Linked DNA regions of Mus musculus: region 2 is linked to region 1. Evidence: chromatin contacts called from public promoter capture Hi-C data. All regions are on one chromosome and are shown on one strand. The core of a region is the stretch at or near the end of the contact, and the rest is flanking DNA. Distances in the headings are between cores, read along the strand shown.

The links. Capture Hi-C pulls out chosen DNA fragments and counts their contacts.
Region 2: a promoter capture Hi-C map of liver shows a contact between it and region 1. The contact joins two enhancer-like sites. A contact is called at or near these places in 1 of 15 datasets of contacts at CTCF or cohesin (large pre-B cells), 2 of 484 Hi-C or Micro-C datasets (both in liver), 2 of 115 datasets of contacts at active chromatin or transcription factors (the 230-238 cell line and embryonic stem cells) and 3 of 9 other capture datasets (adipose tissue, liver and pancreatic islet).

The regions. Positions count from the first base shown.
Region 1 is chr13:12,432,143-12,438,579 of GRCm38.p6, reverse strand. Heatr1 (HEAT repeat containing 1) reads right to left here. Exons shown (of 45, transcript NM_144835.4): 37 at 5,801-5,951; 38 at 4,810-4,968; 39 at 4,529-4,663; 40 at 4,289-4,393; 41 at 4,038-4,206; 42 at 3,379-3,533; 43 at 2,752-2,910; 44 at 638-746. Among named protein-coding and RNA genes, the nearest start is that of Lgals8, 26 kb to the left of the region's middle. Within about 2 kb of position 4,454, at least 3 of the 459 cell types and tissues checked have an H3K27ac peak or open chromatin away from gene starts, as enhancers often do. A contact at or near this core is called in liver, where this site is marked.
Region 2 is chr13:12,541,088-12,547,529 of GRCm38.p6, reverse strand. No RefSeq gene overlaps it. Among named protein-coding and RNA genes, the nearest start is that of Ero1b, 22 kb to the left of the region's middle. Within about 2 kb of position 3,124, at least 11 of the 459 cell types and tissues checked have an H3K27ac peak or open chromatin away from gene starts, as enhancers often do. A contact at or near this core is called in liver, where this site is marked.

The DNA of each region.
Region 1 (6,437 bases), core at 3,205-5,704:
AAAACCAGAATTAGAAGTGGGCTGCCCACTGTCCTGCCTAATTACCACTGTTGTGTCAAGGTACAGGAAGCACCTAGCAGGCTGTGACCCGAGGTGCTCCCCAACTGTCCCCCACTCCTCACAGGCATGTACTTGTTCTTGGATGCCACAAGAAGGGGCCACACATTCAAATTCAAGCTCTCAAGGGACCCTGCACCCCAGAAGCTCTCCAAGACACCCGACACCAGACATAAAAGGGTATGCTTCTGGTCAGATGCAGAAGCAACCCCAATTCATATGCAGAGGCAGGTCAATGAAGAATTCCTGTTTAAACCAGCCTCACCTGCCTCAGTGCTATTATCAAAGTCTTAGAACTTTCTAACCTCTCCTTTCTTAGCTTCTCTTAAAACAGGCAGTGTGAGCCACTGTGAGTATTGAGTAAGATTATGTCAGTGGTAACTGAGCATCAGCAAGTATACCCCCTCATTCCAGTGCACAACTGACTGCCCGTAATGACATAGACACTGACTCCTGTAAATATCTGAAGCTATTTCCTATGTGAGTAGTACAATCTCAGGGGCTGTGAGGTGACAGCTTCCTGACTTGTATCAGACAGCCTGTGGCCACAATATTTTGTCAGTGTTAGCTGCAGACTTACCTTCCATCAGCTCTGCTAGGAAAGGAATGGACTCTGGTAGCAGAACAATGTAATTCTCTCTCAGCTTCTCAGCCAGTGCCAAGACAGTAATCAAGGCTGCAAACCGCACCTGGAAGGAACAGGAGCAGTCATCAAGAATGAGACCGTGTCGTCTGTCCCTACTGCTGCTCACTCCTGTGAGGCCTGACCCGCATGCAGATGGTGCTTTGTACACTGAGTGCTCTTTTACACCCTCACTGTGATCACTCAGTGTCTACCACAAAAAGAACTACTATGTAGCCATTTGAGAGCTGGTAGTCTACATAACAGTTTTTCAAACTGTGTTCTAGCACTGTAGCTCTTTAAAATGTGAATAAAAACCAAACCAAACCAAACCAAACCAAACCAAACCAAACCAAAACAGAAAAACCACAGAGAAGCCAGTAAGATGGCTCAGTGGGTAAAGGTGCTGCCACCAAGCCTTGTGGCCTGAGCTCAATCCTCAGGACCCACTTAATGGGGGAAGAAGAGAACTGACTCTTGCAAGTTGTCCTCTGACCCCCCCCCCCAACAGCAAGCTTATGCCCCCACCCTAATACATAAATGTAAAACAAAACACCACCACATGTAAACTTCAGGGAGTCCTAGCATAGGCCTAGGTGGAGGCGGTTTGTTGGGTTGCCTAGACTGTGCCAACCTGGTGATGCAGCACCTCTGGCAGTCCCTGAATGACCGAGACTCCCACTAGGCTAGTTTCCTTCCAGCACTGAACAAAAGCTTAGGTGTTTCTCTCCACACACCTTGCCTATCATAAGCAATGCAAGTAGCTATGAGGTATTAATAGCAGGCCACTGAAACAAAATAGCCCCCTTTCTAATTTGGAGTAATTTTCATAATTATATTTAATCAAGATTTTCCTAACAGTAATCAAGATAAAATACTAAAATTTGTTTCTGCAACCATATGATAAATAGCTTTACTGTTTTTAACTCCTAGAAATGTGATCAATTGAATGACTCCGACTTTGGGCTGCTTATCAGTGAGGCTCTTTCTTTTTTTCAAAGATACACACACACACACACACATACACACACACACACACACACACACACACACACACACACACACACACACACACACACCATTGCTCTCCAGACACACCAGAAGAGGGCATCAGATCCCATTACAGATGGTTGTGTGCCACAATGAGGTTGCTGGGAACTTGGGACCTCTGGAAGAGCAGTTGGTGCTCTTAACCGCTGAGCCAATCTCTCCAGTCCCCCAGTGAAGCTCTTATTTGATAGTTTGATAGTGGTGATTTATTAATAAAACGGCTAGAAAATTCCAGGTAAGGAATGTTAACTTCACTCAATGTACCACGGCACTCATTTCTAACCAGTGGTATTTAGTATGCTAATGCTCCTGCCTACTTTACCTAGGGCACTGTGAAATATAGCTATTTATGAGAGCCTACAGAAGAAATCAGGAATTCTTTACTGTATATACGTGTGTGTGGTGGCTGAGTGTGCACTTGTGCACACATGCATCTGAAGGTCAGAGGCCAATTTCAAGTGCTGTTCCTCAGGTGCCACACTTTAATTTTTTCCAGCGAATCTCTCAGTTTTGCATGTAACTCTCAGATACATGCCAGCATGCTGGCTTTCTTTTTTTCTTCCTTAAATGATTTACTTATGTTTTATGTGCATTGGTGTTTTGTCTGAGTGTATATCTGAGTAAAGTGGGCAAAGCCATTGGAAGTGGAGCCATAAAAAGTTGTGAGCCACCATGTGGGTACTGGTAATTGAACTTGGGTCCTCTGGAAGAGAAGCCAACTCCCAAGTGCTGAGCCGTCTCTCTAGCCCCTAGCAGGTGGCTTTCTATGTGAATTCTAGAGGTCAAACTTTGTTCATATGCTTGCACAACAGGCACTTCATCAACTGAATCATCTTCCCAGCCCAAGAGTTCTTTATGAAAGCTAGAACTCCATATTATACAGCAGCTCAGACCTCTAGTAGTGCGGGCCTAGGGCCAGGCTGTCCCTGTCAGTACCCCGGCTGACATCATGACTCCAGGTGGGCATTTAGGCAACACCCACCAGGGGAATGCGGCATCTGAGACTGACTCCCAGTGCTCACCTTAGGGGAAGAGTCTCTTGTCTTCAGCAAAATCTGGTAGTTCAGGGGTTTCCACATGGAGTCATCTGCCATGGCCACAGAGAACTGTGCGATGCAGGGCACCAGGTACTTGGTTACCCGTTCCTGAAACCTTTCTTCTCCTCCAAGCCTGTTTTCCAGCTGGGAAGATACATGGGCTGTCAGCATTAACAGGCTCAAAAAGTAAGTTCTCCCCATACTAATCTTGTCTCTAGGGCCAACTTCTTCCCTCTGGATCTCAAACAGCTGCAAAAGCCCTTAGCACCAACTTCTCCCTCTGGAAGACCTGGGGTGGTGGAACTTTCCTGTGGGAGCAGCCATGCTCAGCGAGGCTCCTTTAACAATAGTTAACAAACCTTTTCAATGGATAAACTGACAATGAGATCTTATTTCTTTCCTTTTGAAATTCCCAAGTAAAACTCAATGAACTCCACAATAAAGACAAGTCAAACCCATGGAAAATCCATTTTTGAGTAACATTTTCCTTAAAGGATCCGTCTCCTGAAAACACTGTATGACTAAGCCTTGTAAGCTATCATGTCACATATACAAACCCTGCAGAGACGGATCCAGGAGGCCTCAGTGACAGAAGGCCTTGCAGTGGGTTACCTGATCCACCAGGGGCATCATCAGGGCTTCTGCTCTCTCCCTACTCATGAAATTCTGGGTGTCAAAAAGGAAGACCTTATACAAGCAGTTCAAGATAAACTGCAGCAACAAGCAGCACTTTTCAGGGTCACGTTCGGAGTCAAAGAAGGCTTCGTCTGTATGCAGGGAAAGAGTACAAATGCAAAACACTCAGTCCTGGTGCTTAGAGACACTGCCATAACTACAGCTAGGAGACTGTGCGAATGACCTAGAAGCTGTAAATGGTACAACACCAAACAATGGTGTCCACAGATGGGGCTCTCCTTTAGAGCTAAGACTGTGGTGCTTAAGTTGAGCAAGTTCAGATAATTATCAGCAAAGGACAGACCGATCCAAACCTGGGGAGGAACCCATGACCTTACCTATATCAGGGACACACTCTACCACTGGGCTGTCTCCAGTCCCAAATTATACAGCTACTACCAATAATGAGTAATAATGCCCACTTTACCCTTTCTCTTATGTCGATTATTTGTTCTAACATAATAGAAAATATGGCAAAGTAAAAGTTCACCATCCTTACACCAAGGATTGTAAGTCTTTTCTGAGCTCTAGGTCTTGTCTACGTGCCTGTGTCAGACACACGGACACGGGTGCCTTGGCCCAAAGGAGCTACCAACCTGTTTTGGAGATGTTTACTTGGTTCAAGGTATCAGCAAAAGGTTTCACCAAGTGGCCAGCAAACAGAGTGAAAAGGCCTTTCAACTTCTCAGCAATGCAGTCAGCCAGATTGTAAAATGTCAACAGCCTGTCCTTCGGCGCATCTTCTGTCTTGGCCCAATCAAACAGCTACAACCAGGAGAGAACAGTGACATCATCTACTCACCCTGCCAGTGACAGTGAGCATGACATGCAGGTAAGAAAGGCTCACCTTGAAGAAGAGAGGCCTGAATGTGACCTCTGAGAGCTTCACCACCATGGCCACTAGACAGTCAATGATCCAACCTTCCGTTTTCCCAACTTCCTCTAGATCGTCCTGAAAAGAAAGGAACTAATTGGCATGGACTCAATGTTTTGGCAAGGACAAATGCTACACTGTTAAAAATTAATCTGGCTCTTGCACAGATAGGAAATGACAGCTTCAGGGCCTGGGGAGTGGGGACCAGCTCACCTCTGAATGCTGTGCCCGGAAGTCCAGGGCTTCCAGGAAAAATGTGGTCAGCTGAGACTGGTGAGATAAGAGCTCTTCCTTCTTCATCACCCCAATGTGCTCTTGTAAGATGCTCATAAATGGGCCCATGTGATTCTACCGTGAATACAGCAGAGAATATGTTTGCCTTGTCTTAGAGCTCAGTGCATCCTCACAGAAGTGAACGATGCTATGCTCCCAGACACGAACACTGAGCATTCAGCACCACCTTCCCGCTCCAGAGATCAACAGTTAACACTCACCTTCCAGTTCTTCTGGATCTGTTTGAAAGTCTTGCTAATGGCTGGCAGTAGGACTCGAGGTGAGAGCTCAGTGGCCAGGGTCTTTTTAAGAGCTGTCAGGCGAATGTTAGCCTGTGAGGCAGAACCCATTTCTCTAGTGATTTTCTCTAGGTGAATCACCTGCAGGAACATGAAAAACAGTGACTGAGGGCACTGGACTGTGCTGGCAAGCACACTCACAGGATGAACAAATAACTCTTCTAAAGCAAACTGATTATCTGCAGATGAAACTGAGTGGATGACTCCCCTGACTGGAAGCCGATGAAGAAGGTGAATGTCGAGCGCAGGAGTACAGAGAACTCTCAGCCCGATCGATGGCTTTCCTACAACTCAGGTTCTTGCTCACTAAAAGCAGCTGAGGAAGACTCCATCAGCTTAGCCCCCTTCCAAGAGACAGCAGCTTTGAGCCCTTGCTGAAGACAATGAATGTCAAGTCACTGGCACCATGGCAGTCAAGACTCAGCTTCACACGGCAAGGAATCACAAACCAGAACACTAGTAACCTGGTCAAGGAGGACTGACTTTCATGGCTATTTTCAGCTAATGCCACTCGCTCACAGTGTGCTGACAGGCAACAGCTCACCTGTAAAGGAAGAAGCCCACTATATGAAACACCTTACAGCTAAAGACGCTTTCCCATCAAAGCCACAGCCATACTAATTTCCTAAATAACAGCGGGCAACTCTTCCTGCCACCCTCAACGATCTAAGGTAAATAAAAGCTGTACATCACACACAGCTGAAAGAAAGACACCCTATTTTGCCTGTTGGTTCCATGATGAAGCAGAGATGACAACGAAAGAGAAAGAGGTACATGTTCAACAGACACACACCTCTGTTTGGAAACAAGAATCACATAATGAATCATAGGAAGAGCGAGCCAGTAAGATGACTGAGGGGTGAAACTGTCCCCCTGGCCACCCTGAGCAGCAAGTCACAATAACCAAACCCACCTGGGTCAGAAGGCCTTCCAGGTAGGGGCTGATGAAGTGTGGCAGAGTCTCAACGACTTTGTGCAGGGCAGCCAGGGCGCTGAGCAGGCAGACCTCACTGTGGACCAACTCACTGGTGCTCTTCATGGCTGTCAGCAGCGAAGGCATCAGGCTGGCAAGAAGGAACAAGTGTGTTAGAGCAGCTTCAAGCCACAAACACTGAAGAAGGGAGCTGGGGACATGAAGAAAAACTCTCAGCCAGCTGTGTTTGCTACACAACACTGTAACCCACAGTATGCAGAATACTGCCTGTACATTTTCTACTACTAGATCCAAAAAAATCCTTGGTGCCAACAGTGCTGACACATGGTAGCCGTGAAAAGGAATGTCTTCAATGGCTGAACATGTGCAGAGCACAACAAGGCCTATAAAGAGAAACACGGTGTGTGTGTGTGTGTGTGTGTGTCTGTGTGTGTAGAGGATATGGCCCTGTATTACAGATGGCAGGGTTTTAAGATTAGTAACTTGTTACAATGCTAGCAGGCTATGGTCAGAGCCAAATGCAGAGTCAGGAGCGCCCAGCTTGCCTCTGCCACAGCAAACGGCTGCTCTGGCCATGCTTCCGCTGCTCCCTAAGCACTGCGACTCTGGAAAGGAA
Region 2 (6,442 bases), core at 1,875-4,374, 110 kb before region 1:
TATATATATATATATATATAAATCTTTTTTTTCAAGCCCAGGATTTTGCTCTGTCCATACTAGGTAAAGGACTCTCATAACTGCCTACATACATCCCCAGCCCAAGAGATCCAACCATCTTAGCATCAGTTCCAGGTTTTCTCCCCTGGATTGGGAGGATGTTATTTGTGGAAGAGGTTTCAGACTTGCTGTTAGATGACTCTGTGCACTGGGGCAAGTGTGGATTAGATTTCATTGAGTATTCTCATTTGCTTGGCTCTAGTCAGGGCAGGGTCATTCCTCAGGCTGGGTTTCGTTCACTTGTCACCTTAATGAATAAGGAAGAGGATGAAGAACAGCTCTATTTCAACGTGCAAGTGTTACCTTGAAAACATAATAACCCGATTTGCATTTTAAATAGCACGATGCTGTGACTGGGGAGCCAACTGAATTTTGATGCTTATGTGTTCTGTGTTATAAAGGACAGGATTTATATCTGTGAGTTCTTGTTTGCTATTAAGTTCTCTGACCTTTTCTTAGAATCTCTATCTCTGTCTCTGTCTGTGTCTCTGTCTCTGTCTCTCTCTCTCATAGGATAATCTCAGTCATGTGACCTTCCTACCCCAGCTTCCTGAGTGGTGGGATTACAGATGTGCAACCACACCCAGCTATATTTAGATTCCACAGAAACTCAAGTAGGAAAATACATTTTTGACCCCTGCCTCTTCCTGAACTCAGCTTGGGCTCAGCTCTGAGTTCATGGAATAAGAAACAGCCCTTCTTTGCAGCAGAGCCATCAGCCATATCCCAGCTGGAGCACGCACTCCCAATGGCATTAAGTAACACCCCTAAAACAACAAACAAGGACAGACATGACAGCTTTAACAGGTTTCCTTAAATAGACAATGTTAGTCATGTTCTACTAAACCCACAGCAGCACCTAGCATCTTGTGGACACATAACAGCAAAGGTTAGCTAATTAATATTCCTAATTTATTTAGAAGCACAAAATTAGTAGTATTAACTACTACTGTTAAAGTAGATGTTAGTGTCATAGGAGAAAGAAAGTAGGCTATACAACTGGGCACACAATGTGTGCACTTGACTGGACCAAGGCCCAGTACAGATCTAACTATAAAGCTAACAAGGGATCAGGAGCTGGAAAGATAGCTCAGTGGGTAAGAGTTCATATTTGAACCTGAGTTCGAACTCCTGTCACCTATATTAAAAAACTGAGCATAGCCACGTGTGCCTATAATCTCAGTGTTGGGGTCTGAGACAGACGGATCCCAGGAGCTCATTGGGTAACCAGCCTAGTCCAAAGGGTATGTTTCAGGTTCAGCAAGAAATTCTGTCTCAAAAGATGGAGGAAGACACCTGACATTCTCCTCAGACCTCTGCATGCACACACATGGTACATGCACATATACCATGTATGCACACACACACACAGAGAGAGAGAGAGAGAGAGAGAGAGAGAGAGAGAGAGAGAGAGAGAGAGAATAAGAGGCTGTGAATAACAGAAACATACAAATTTCTAACATCCAAAACCAGTATCTGCTATGATAAGTATGATAAGACACCATGACCAAGGCAACCAAGGAAAAAAGACTTTGTTGGGGGCTTTCAATATCAGAGGGAGAGTCCATGACTGTCAGGGTATATAGCATAGCAGCAGGCAAGCAGGCAAACATGGTGCTGGATCGGTAACTGAGAGCTTACATCATGAGACACAAGCAAGTGGCAGAGAGAGTGTATCCCACTCCTAGAGATGCACCTCTTCCAACATGGCCACACCTCTTAATCCTTCCCAAACATTTCCCTAAACTGGCAACCAAATGTTGATACATATGAGCCTGTGGAGACCATTCTCATTCAAACCACCATGTTCATAGAACTCCACAGGGGGCTCCAGGATGTAGACAAGACTGAGTTTCCTAGCCTCTGAAGAGCAAGGAAGACTGGGTTCAGAGACCCATGTCCCTGATCTTAGGCCACTCCCCACTGTGCATATAAGCACCCCAAATTCTAACAGGTACAAACTGCCTTTGGAGTGACAGTCTGTCAACACTGAAAGGGTAGGCAGCAGTTGGAACTAGAAAACCAAACAGCGATTCTTTTGTTAACCCAGCTGTGAGCATAGGCACTAGGAAAGCCAGCTGCCAGAGTCACAGGAGTCATTGCAGCCCTGCAATCATGACCATCACCAGAACCACCGTGTCCATATGGCCATGCACAGGTCTGACTTCCCACAAGGACCACTGCTTGGTTGATGACTGTTCCTTCCTCTACGATATCCGCAGATCTGCCTTGCTATTCCATCCCTTGATGAGTTCTTCCAGTCCCTATGACAGTGTGTCCCCAAGACAACATCTCAGTCCCCATTTCCAGGAATCTGCCACAGTCATCAGAATTGATCTCTGTATCTTGCTTAGGCTGGCATCAGACTCCAGGGGAGCCCAGGGCTGGTAGAAGGTTATAAGGCTCCTAAGGAGACACTGGCCTCATTGTCCTGAGTCAATACAATGGATTCGAGCCAGGACGATGGCTCAGCAGGTAAAGTGCTTGCCCTGTAAGCATAAAGACACGAGTTCAGAGGACTCATGTAAATCCAAGGGCCCATGTAAATCCAAGCAAAGTAGTTTGCATCTATAATCCCATGGACCATTCAATTCACAGGAGGTGAGACAGTAAAACTCCCAGAAGCTCATAGACCAGCAGACTGGATTGTGCATCACTGAGCAGGAAAGAAGAGACCCCTTGACCCCATCTCAAGTGAGGTAAAAGGTGAAGACTGACACCTTGGGTTGACCTCTGACCCGCACATGTACACACACCTGTGGCTCTACTGCACCATGTACTCACATGGGAACGCACACAGAAATAAAATTTCAAACAAACAAAAGTAATTTGAACAGATTACCAGCCTGTTCGATATGCTCTCTGAGAGATCAGACCTTAACTAACAGAGTTCATGATAGATCATTTATTGGAGGTGAGGAACTACCTTGAAGCCTGCCATGGCACCTTTTAATCTTGACACACAGCTGTCACAAAACCCCCAGGTGCTGCACTCCCATGGTGTACACAGTTTAGCTCGGCGTCCCATAGGAAAAATCTCCTTTAACGATCTTTTGACACAAAGGCCACCAGCCATGGGTACAAAGTGCACTGATAAGCTACTTCAATGCTGAAACATTTCTGGCCTGCCAGGTGTTTGCATGTGGTGTGTGCATGTCCCAAGAACTGGGATGAATTCCTGACCAGATCACTAATGCATAGAACACTAATATCACCCTCCAGGCAGCTACCACTTTGAACCAGTTCATAATTTATAAAACAGGGTTACAAGCCAAGAAATAGCAAAGAAGCAAGATTTGAATCCAGGAGATCTGACGTTGCATACAGGAAGCTTCTAGAACTTGGTTCTCGCTCCACCTTTGTGCTAGCCTGGCCCCAACCTCTGATAAGCTGTTCACATCTAGGGTCAGATGCTTTTCCTTCAAGTGGAACGTTCCCACAATGCTCCTGTGAACTCTAACCTTGTGAATTAACTGTCTACTTGATCATTTGTCAAGCCCATATCTAAGTCAGTAAAGTGCTTACTATATGAACATGCGGACCTGAGTTCAATTCCCGGAACCAGTGTAAAAGGCTTAGGTCTGGAGGCACCTGCTTGTGATCCCAGTAATAGCAGGGAGGTAGACACAGGTGTGCCCTGGAGATCCTCATCCAGCCAGACTACCCTGCTTGGCAAATTCCATGCCAGTAGGAGATCATTCATAAAAATTAAAAAAAAAAGACTGGGGGGACACCCACCCACATATGTGCATATACAGGCCCCCCATAATAATACATAATAAAGGAAATTTTAAGAAAAGCTTATGGCATACCATCCAACTGGCAAATAGTCTGCCAAGTTCCTAAATATGTGTGGCTTTGCCATCACAGGGACTGCCATCTAAAGAGGAAAAAAAATCCTTTAGTTGGTGCCTGTTTGACAGACAATATAAGTGCATGGTTCTTTCTATGTCACTACAATAGTTAAGCAATTGTATAATTAAGAAAATTGCAATGACAACTTACTTGTTCTTGATACAATCAAGGGTATTGTTGCCAGTTGAGTGCTGTGGGTTTCTGGCGTAGGAATCATCTCACTGTGTTAGCGTCAATGCCATGGAATTAACACGGAACTGGCAATTTAGCTGTAGTTTTGGAAGGAGGTTCCGTTGTGATTAACAAGCCAGCAGGGCTTGATAACAACTTTTATTTACCTGGCGTACAGCTGTCATGAGGTGGGTGACCGACCTACCTGAGGTGGCTGGTGATTTATGTCCTGAATTACATCTTGACTTAAGTGTGACTTGTCATTTGTGATAGGTGATAAGACTGTTGGTATTTATTTTCTCCTCTCTTTGGCAAGTTCTCAAGATAAAAGGAATTAGAGTGAGCCTATTGTTTTCCTTCTGTCTATTTACAGAGCTATAAAACTCAACTCTTCTTTACTAGACAAGAGAGGGAAGATAATCAGATCAATTCGGGATAAAGTTTTAAATGATTAATGGTTCTAAAGAGGGGTGAGAAATGAGAGCTGTCAGTTTGAAGAAAGTTCGTTTGTACGAGCAACATATTGTGTAGGCTAGAGATTAATGTGTGCTATTCTTAGAGTGAAAACTGAAGTAAACTGACTGACTGGTAAAGCCAGTTCCATGTCTCTTCCTCCTGGCTGCAGCCTGTTCTCTACACAAAGCACAGTGCTGAATGTATAATAACAGCCATCAAACTCTGTATAATTAAAGAACAGGCGTCAGCAAGAATATCCCATCAGAAGTGACAGAGGAAATGCATTCCCCAAAGATCTTAGAAATTGAAAACAGCTGCGGAAGCAAACCCACAGCTGGAAACGTCCCAGAAGGGGCCCCAAGGGATGACAGGATAAACCCACTGAGGCGAGAAAAGCATCAGGAAGGACCATTCCGAGTCATCCTATGGATGTGGCTGTCCCTCTTCCTGCCCATCCTCTTAGCCAGTCAAAGGATTGGGCTTTTCCCCCCTACAGTGGGCTGATCTGAAGCCCAGGTTTGTTCTTCCCAACCGCTCCAAAGTCACCACTCCACAGCTTTGCTCCTGAGCAGCTCACAAGTGGACGCAAGCTACCTAATGTCCTCCAGGTCGGGTTTTGTGACTCAGGGGTCAAAAGAGGTCCTTACCCTTGCAAGGCAGCAAGAAAGCTGATTTGCATCGAGGCCTCGCCCATTCTGCATCACCACACCCTTCAAGCTGAGCCGGCCACTTCATGGCTCCGCCCGCGGCTCCTCTATGACCAATGACTGTAAACCACGTGGACTCCAAAACATGGGTAGAATGTGACAGCTAAACCGGCTCCTCCGCCCTCTGTGTCCACCTCGCCCCCTTCTGGTCTTTTTCCCAACGTCTTGCTGTTGGGATCTCGAAATGCTTTCTGTACCCTGGCTCTCGAGACCAAGGTTCAGGCTTCCCAAAAAATGGGCTTCTTCTTGTTCAGACACCCAGGCTCTTGAGATCCAAGCTGAAGCTGATTTCAGAAACTGGGTACCCCACCTGCTGCGCAGGTGCAAACACGCAGCCCCAGACCTGCCTCAGAGCAGCTCTCCTTCCTATAGCTTTCTTCTGATTTGGGCTGGTGTCCAACAACAGGACCAGCAGTGTCTTCCATACCAGCTCCCAGCTAATAAAGGGGCTGGTATAGAATAGGATTTGTGCGAATGGAGTTAGAAGTAACTTCCCTAGCACTCCCCTATGAGCTAGTACAGTGCCCAGAAGCTCAGATAGCTTCTTGTTCCCTAGCTCCTTGGCTGCAAAGTCGACTCCTGTTCACGCACTGCCATGGAGCTGTTGTATCTGAGAAATACTCACAGATAGTACAACTTGTTAGAGACTGTTTTTTACCCCCAACGCATGCTTTTAACACCTTTGTCCAAAGTTAGGTGGCCATACCTGTGTGAGTTTATTTCTGGGTCCTCTGATCTATTTATGGGTCTGCATGTTCGTTTGTTTGTTTGTTTGTTTGCGTCAGTGACACGTTGGCTTGGTTACTATGTCTCTGTAATACACTTGCAGATTGAGTATTATGATAGTTCCAGCATGGCTCTTTCTGCTAAGGACTATTTGGGATCTGTTTTGTTTTCAGGTCACTTTCCCAGTTCTGCGAAGACTTCATTGGGGTTTGATGGGGGTTGAGCAGCATCTGTGGATTGGCTTCAGCACTGTTGCCATCTGCATTTGGAGAAGAATGAAACCAGACCCGGATCTCCCTCCCTGAACAAAAAAAAAAAAAAAAAAAAAAAAAATCTATTCAAAGTGGTTCTAAGATCTGAAAGTGCTGCAGGGAAATATTGTAACACTTTAAGACACAGGGGCAGGTAAAGATTTTCTGAAAGGCTCTTCCACAGCACAGGAAACAACCCCAAGAGTTAACAAATGG